2 separate regions of the Astyanax mexicanus genome follow, and region 2 is linked to region 1. A link is a contact called in public Hi-C data. All regions are on one chromosome and are shown on one strand. Each heading gives the region's core, a stretch centred on a gene start, on an enhancer-like site or on the middle of the called end of the contact. The rest is flanking DNA. Distances are from core to core; before and after follow the strand shown. Region 1 has its middle 8.7 kb from the start of LOC111193575. Region 2 overlaps runx1 (RUNX family transcription factor 1).

Region 1 (4,010 bases), core at 472-2,971:
TTGTTATCAATAAAAAAAAAATTGTTCAATAGTGAGCATTTCTGCATTTTAGCTAGCTCACTGCTAATGTTATCTAGCTCTCTGCTAACTCTAGTTCTCTCCTGGTAACGTAGAAAACTCACAGCTAATGTTAGTATATTAGCTGACTCGCTAGCCTTAGTTCTCTCCCTGGTAGCGTTAGTTAGCTCTCTGCTAATGTTAGCTAGCTCAATTCTAATCTAGTTATCTCCTTAATAATGTTAGCCAGCTCTCCGCTAACTCACCGCTAATATTAGTTTGTGCTTTCCCACCAACATTAAACAGATAATCTAAAAATTTAACACCTACAGCAAATGAACAGTACAGAAATTAAGACAATTTAAGACCTTAATTATACAGATTTTAATGTAAGACAATTTAAGACTTTTCAAGGACCTGTGGGAACCCTCTATTCCAGAGGTCACTAATGGACAGACCTCGGTCCGGGTCCGGACCCAAACGTTGTCCAATTGCGGCGCAGTAAACTCACAGACCAATCACGTGTGGGGTAAGATCACCAAACGCTCTCTTCAGTCAATCAGATCTGTGCAGACACAGTATAGATAATAAATAAATAAATAAACACACTGCTCCTCGCGCGGGATCGAACCCGTGTTGTCAGGGTCGCGGTCACGCTACTCCAGCTGTTGAATTGGGACGCGGCCATGAAAAAACGCCTTTATAAGGAGATAGGGAGCACGAGAACGGGCAGAAAAACGAGAATGAGCGGTAACTAAAGTCACGTCGAGCGCGACAGAGAGACAGACAGGGGAGGAATGTAAACAAAATCTGGCCAGAGAGGTATTTTTTATCATTATTATTATTATTATTATTATCATGTTGTATTTTTTCATCATTCAGTTCAAACAACCTTACAGGATACAGCACTTAATTATAACACAAGTTAACAATTGGTCCGGACCTTGGCCTGTCAAAATTTTCTCTAACTGGACCACACTGAATTCTAATTAAATACCCCTGCTCTATTCTATTCTATACTACTTTTTTTTTTTTTACATTTTTAATACAGGATACTTTACGGAACTGAAAGGGTTTCAATAATGGCATCACTTGATTTGATGACTTGATTACTTGATACAGTAATAAATAGTTTAGTGAAGTACAGTAGCAGTGGAAAGTGCTGGTAAGTAGTGATAATAATTTCAATCTGTATTTGGCAGATAAAGCTGATTCTGAATTTGACATGAGACGTGGACGTGGGGAACGTGTTCTGAGTCCTGACTGTTCCTGCTCTGACTGTCTGTGTCTCAGGTTGAGAGCTCAGAAAGCTCCCATAGCCCAACTCTGAGTCACAGACGCTGTTATTCAGACAGACATCACCTCATCTCAATGCCATCGCATGCGTCTGCAAATGACAGGCTGGAGAGATGCTGGATTCTCTGCTTGATCAGGACCATGTGGTGTAAATTCAGTTTTCTGTGGTTTAATGCTGACTGAGCACTTTCCGAGTCTTTTATCTGGACATGTGTGTGTGAGTGTGTGTGTGTGTGTGTGTGAGTGTGTGTGTGGGAATTGTTGCAATGCTTGCGATGACCCAATATCCAGTGGCTTAACCACTAACCATTATTAGTCAATACAGTGGTTTAGTATCTGTAATTATTTGAGGTCAGTGTAAGGCCTTCTAAAGCCCACATCTTAACACCACTCTCACTCAGCCCACACCGCGCCCCCCCGCGCTGGCTCGGGCTCGTTTTTAGAGCCCAGGCTGGGCTGGAGCAGCTCCAGTTGGGCGAGAAGGTGCTTTGCATGAAAATGACTGTTGAATACGAAGCTGGTGGAAAGAGGAAGTGAGCTGTTTCATAGTAACTGAAAAGAGAACAAGACGAGAGAGATAATGAAAAAGAGGCTAAGGTTGAGAGTGCAAGCCTGAGAAAATCCAGTCAGCATTCACGACACGGTTCAGTTAACAATTAATCAACATTTAGTGATCAATAATGTCAATTGTAAAACTGTGTTAACTCACGTTTCAGTGTGGATTAATCGTTAAAAAAACTTTTTGCACAAGGTGCAAAAGCGCAATGCTCTTTGCTATCTTACACCCCACCAACAGTCTATTTTCACGCCTTGCACCTTTGCCATTAAAAAAGCCACATTTAGGAGTTAATAAAATAAATCTACACTGATGGATGTATTGGTCTAAAAGTGAAGTGAGGTGTTTCATCTAAATTTCTGCTGTGTTTCCATATATTTTGGAGGTGGAAAACACAGGAGCTCCACTGACTGATTAAAACCCTGACAACAGTTAATCATCAGAGTCCATTCCTATAGATGCACTCAGCGTGCAGAGCACAAACCCATCTTTTAACTCAACAATAAACAGAATAAAGAATAAAATAACATTACTGTTCCCTTAAATGAGCTGCTGGTGTAACTTCACAGCGTGAACGAGCAGATCAGTATCCTCTGCAGAGACACACAAAAGTGCTGCAATGTTAAGATATTAACGCGCCAAAGTCAGAGCTCACCTGCCTCTTAAAGGGAATGACAACTGACACAATGATTTGTTTATTTTACGTTACATCCAAAAATCACCCATGATTAATTAAGATAATTAGGGCCTCCTAACTGCAATGCACTGCATAATTTCAAATAATATAAATCCAGATAAAAGCCACAGCCATGTGTGATAAACTTTTTTATATATGGCCCTATTATAGTAACCTATATGTAACTATAGTGCTATAGACTTTGGCAGATTGGTCCGGCTGCTGATGCGTGTGAATGTGTGTGTGCGTGTGTGTGTGTGTGACAAGCAGGTGTGTATGTGCTGCATGCCTGCATTGCCAAGACAGCAATGAACGTCTGTCTGTTGACTTCTGTCTAGGTTGTAATCAGTCAGTGGTGCACCTGTGTTTTCCATTGCCAAGATAACAACACTCGATAAATGTACCTGAACACACCTTACTTTCAGACCACCACACCCATCAGTATAGATATATTCACAAGCACTGTTGCTGTTTAAAGGACACAGGCAGAAGGTGTGAAAATAGCCTGTTGGCAGGGTGTAAGATAGTAATGAGCATTGTGACGTACCTTGCGCAGGATGTACATTAATGCCCATAGCCTTAAAGACTTCTACTTATCTCCAACTTAATATTCTGGAACTTAATTCTGGGGCAAAGACTGCTATTTTAAGTTCTATTTTAACCAGCACAAGACAAAATGCAAAATATGAAATATTTAATCTTAAAAAAGTTAACAATTTGATACAGAACAGACGTTTTATTGAAGTCGTCTCATCGTTAAAGGCCTCATCGTTGACACTTGCAGATCCTGCCATATATGGAATGCAGGGAGGAGCCAGCCCCCTAAGAGGGACCACACTAGAAGTGGTGAAGAGAATGGAGGGAAAAAGCGGAAATTGAGTTAATAATAATGGTTATTTAAATGGCAGGGGAAAGCTGGTGATTGGTTGGGAAATTAATTGACATGGCATTAGAACAGGTTTGTCCAAACTTTCTTTGTTTGGGGCCAGAAGGAGAAATATATTTGAAGTCACGGGCCACAGACTCTGTAATAAAACAAATAATGAAATATACCACTTTAAATAATACATTTTCCTGATTACTTTCATTTACACACCATTTTACTTGACTTACTATCTTCATCTTTGACAGTGTTGTGTAAACTAAGATTTTTCAAATTGATGTTTAATTTCATGATGTCTCTTAATATTAAACTCCTTAATTACGGCAACTTTTAGACTCTTTGCTCCGTTTCTTCTGTGCTAGAACTGCGCACTCTCTCCTCTTTTAGACTCTTTGGCCCGTTTTTTGCGCTAGAAATGCGCACTCTCTCCGATTTTAGACTCTTTGGCCCGTTTCTTCTGCGCTAGAAATGCGCACTCTGTCCGCTTTTAGACTCTTTGGCCCAATTCTGACACCTAGCGTTCAAACTTTGAATCTCACATTATAAAAACCTGCTTAACAGCGGGCCAACTTTCATTCTATTTCTAAAATACCTCGCGGGCC
Region 2 (4,010 bases), core at 909-3,408, 120 kb after region 1:
CGAAGAGATGACTTCGCTGTTTTTCATTATGATGTATTTATTCCTTTAGTCCATGACGGGCATCGTCTAGTTCCGCTTCTCTCTTTTTTATCTTTTTTTCCTCCACAAACCATGCACAGGAAATACTGTCAAAACAGAAGCATTCAGAATATGAGGGAATGAGCTCATAACCAGTCACAGTTACAGTCAGTACCGGCAGTGTGTAAAGCATGTCTGTGTGAGTTTCTCAGGTTTTTTTTTTTTTCAGACAGTAGCCAAAGATTTACTGTAGATTTGTGTCTACTTAGTCATTTATGCAAATGTATAAATACTGCATCTGTAAGGGTTAGTTAGGTCAGGTGACATTATTATACTAGACCTGTACAGCTCTGTGTATCTTTCAGCTGGTTTTTGAAGAGGTAGGATATTGAGTAAACTGATGAGTAATGCTGAATGAAGTAGAGTATAAAAAATGAACTTAAACAAGTTGGTTTAGTAAATTAGTCATTGCTCAGTATAAATTATTAGGTCTTTTAGCTTACAGAAAGTGCTTGTTTGCCATTTTCAGACAAATATTTTTTTTTAAAGAACTGATGGTGATATGAGGGAATGAGCTCATAACCAGTCCCAGTTACAGTCAACAGTGGCTGGGGGTTTACAGTGTATAGGCTTAGTAAGGTCAAGTAACATTACTATACTAGCTCTATACAGCTCTGTGTATCTTTCAGCTAGAAAACAGCCAGTTTGTGAAAAGGTGGGATATGGATGAATTAGATGAGAGATGTTGAAACACTTTAGTTCATTTAATTTGTGTAAAATTAGAGTAGACTGTAAAAAATGAACTTAAACATGTTGGTTTAGTAAATCAGCCATTGTTCAGTATAAATTACTGGGTCTTTCAGCTTACAGAAAGTGCTTGTTTGTCATTTTCAGGCAAATCGTTTGAGTTTCCAAATATTGGGTGCATCTCTAGTGATAATAAATTGTTATTACGAGAAATCGGTTGAATTTGATAAAGAACTGATGGTGATATAAGGAAATAAGCTCTCAGTTACAGTCAATATTGGCAGTGTGTACAGTGTACAGTCTTAGCAAGGTCAGGTAACATTACTATACTAGCCCTGTACAGCTCTGTGTATCTTTCAGCTGGAAAACAGATAGTTTGTGAAATTATTGATGAAACTGATGAGTGATGTTGAACAGTTTAGTTCATTTCATTTGTGTAAAATTAGAGTAGACTGTAAAAAATGAACTTAAACTTATTGGTTTAGCAAATTACTATTAGGTATTTTAACTCTTTGCAGGCAAACGATTTTGGATGCCAAATATTGGGTGCATCTCTAGTAATAATACATTATTATTACAAGAAATAGGATGAATTTGATTAAGAAGATAGAAGTGATCTCATAACCAGTCCCAGTAACAGCCCTGGAAAAAAATTCTAAAAACTAGACAACATTTCTCCCAAATTCCAAGTAAAAAATACTGTTATTTAGAGCATTTATTTGCAGAAAATGAGAAATGGCTGAAATAACAAAAATATGCAGAGCTTTCAGACCTAAAATAATGCAAGGAACACAAGTTCAAGAAGTTTTAAGACCTAAGCAATCAATATTTTGCATCTTGGCATCATGTTCTCCTCCACCAGTCTTACACACTGCTTTTGGATAACTTTATGCCTTTACTCCTGGTGCAAAAATTGAATTCAAGCAGTTCAGTTTGGTTTGATGAGTTGTGATCATCCATCTTCCTCTTGATTATATTCCAGAGGTTTTTAATTTGGTAAAATCAAAGAAACTCATCATTTTTAAGTGCTCTCTTATTTTTTTTATACAGAGCTGTATAGTCAGTAGCGGCAGTGTGTTCTACAGTATGTCTGTCTGAGGACCGTATCTGAGTTGTCTTCAGTCAGATGCCGAACAGTGTGTGTTTGTACCCGTGTGTGAACTGTACGGTGTGTATGTATAATTAGCTGTGGCTGTACATTCATAACCGTATTTGATGTTAAGCGATAGTTTGTCTCGCTGCTGTACAGTCATAACCCGTCGTTCGAAATTTCCTTTAACGGACGGCTAGACATGACTTGGGTAAAATCAGGTGCAGTCAAATGCGCAGGCCCTTATCTATTTAAAACACAAGCCTCTATTTACGCTAGCCGAGCGGCCGGCCCTCAATCAGCCCATTGTGCCTCCAGTCGAACAACTGCCTGTTGAACGACTGCACTGTAACGAGTGGCAACATCAGCGAGTAATGTCTGTCTGACTGTATAGACCGTGTGTCACATACAGGCTCAGACTCAGGATAACAGAGTAGACTTATAATTGGTGCATCTCAAATTACCACTATAATCACTCCTGTCTCTAATCTATGAATTGCACTTTTTAAAATAGCGGTACCACTTTAAAATAAGACTACCTTAATAAAGTGTTTATAAATGGTTTACAATTAGTTTATAAATGATTACTAATTAGGTTGTAAATACCTTAAAAATCATTAATAATCAGTTATAACACATACATAGAAAGGGCAACAATGACCTGTTGTTTGCCAAATAGTGATTATATTACACAGCCATCTATATTGTTGCCCTTTCTACGTATGGTTTATAACTGATTACTCATAATTTTTAAGGCATTTACAACCTAATAAGTAACCATTAATAAACTAATTGCAAACTAATTGTAAAACAATTATAAACGCTTTATAAAGGTAGTCTTATTTTAAAGTGGTACCAAAATAGCTTTATTCACCTTTTGTGTGTTTTAAAGATGAAGTATTGTTAATTATATTATATAATATGATTATTAAACATTTGGCAGAAACAAACCCCGTCACCTTAAACCGCACTGAGAAACTTTATCTTGTACTGCTCTTAATTACTTTATCATTGCCTACTCTCCCTATTTATTCATTTTTGTGTATTTATCTTCTATTTTTATTGTGTTATTTTATTTTGTATCTATTTTATCTATATTTATCTATTTTAACAACAGCTCCTGGGTGTAAACTGGATCGTGAGATCACAATTTCGTTCCACCTCATGTAGCACATGTGATGTGAATGACAATAAAGTCTCCTTGAATCCTTGAATCCTTGAAAATTTTGAAATAAATTGCCCACTTTTTCCAATTTCCATTGATTTATAAGCATAAATGTAGAATACATTAAATAGCCTAATGTACTTTTTTATGTCAAAGAAAAAGCATTTACAAAACTACAATGCAAAAATACTTACTTATAACATTTTTTGAGAACCTGCACTCAGCACTGCTAATCATAGCTACATAAGCAGCATTATTTTAGCCATGCATTTACCTCAGCGATGCATTTCTAATAATACATTTATAAACTTACTCGGAGCAATTTTTTGTCATATACTGTACGTTCCTCATCCATGCTTTTAGTGATGTATGTAATGTACCTCAGCAGTGTTTTTCAAGTGTAATTTTTTTGTCTCAGACGTACTTATCTAACACTACTATACTAGCCCTGTACAGCTGGTATCTTTTAGCTAGACAGTTTTTAACAGTTTAGAAAGAGGTTGTAAACTGACTAAACTGATACTGATCACAATAAGTGATGCTAAGCACCTTTTTTGTTCAGTTTAAATGCACAAAGTGTGGAAAATGTTTCTTCCACACTCACTGCATTGTATTTTATCTCATTTAGCCAAACAACAAAACGTATTTTTTGCCATTTTCAGAAGAATAATTTCAGTTAAATATTCAGTGCATCTCTAGTGATGATACATTTTCAACAAAATAAACAGATTGGATTTGATAAAGGAATTAAGGGAATCGTTTCAGAGATACGTCTCTATACGTCTCTCTGTGCACAGTACCTGAGCCGAGTCCAGGGCTGCTTTTTACAGGCTTGATCAATACGGCTATTTTTGGAGCACTGATAGTATAACAGTGATAAAAGTAGCTATAATTCATCTTCCTTAGCTTGCTTTTCAAAACGCTGAAATGCATCTGGGTAAATGTTTCTGTGGTATTACAAATGTGTGTGTGAGAGAGTGAGAGAGAGAA

Evidence for each region. A called contact is a pair of places that touch in the nucleus more often than the background predicts.
Region 2: a Hi-C map of muscle shows a contact between it and region 1, with 17 times the contacts expected there. The contact joins two enhancer-like sites. A contact is called at or near these places in 2 of 3 Hi-C or Micro-C datasets (both in muscle).

Annotation. Positions count from the first base shown.
Region 1 is chr21:5,666,075-5,670,084 of AstMex3_surface, forward strand. No RefSeq gene overlaps it. Among protein-coding and RNA genes, the nearest start is that of LOC111193575, 8.7 kb to the right of the region's middle. Within about 2 kb of position 1,722, the one cell type or tissue checked has an H3K27ac peak away from gene starts, as active enhancers do.
Region 2 is chr21:5,786,928-5,790,937 of AstMex3_surface, forward strand. All of the region lies in intron 4 of runx1 (RUNX family transcription factor 1), which reads left to right. Among protein-coding and RNA genes, the nearest start is that of LOC103026765, 45 kb to the right of the region's middle. Within about 2 kb of position 2,159, the one cell type or tissue checked has an H3K27ac peak away from gene starts, as active enhancers do.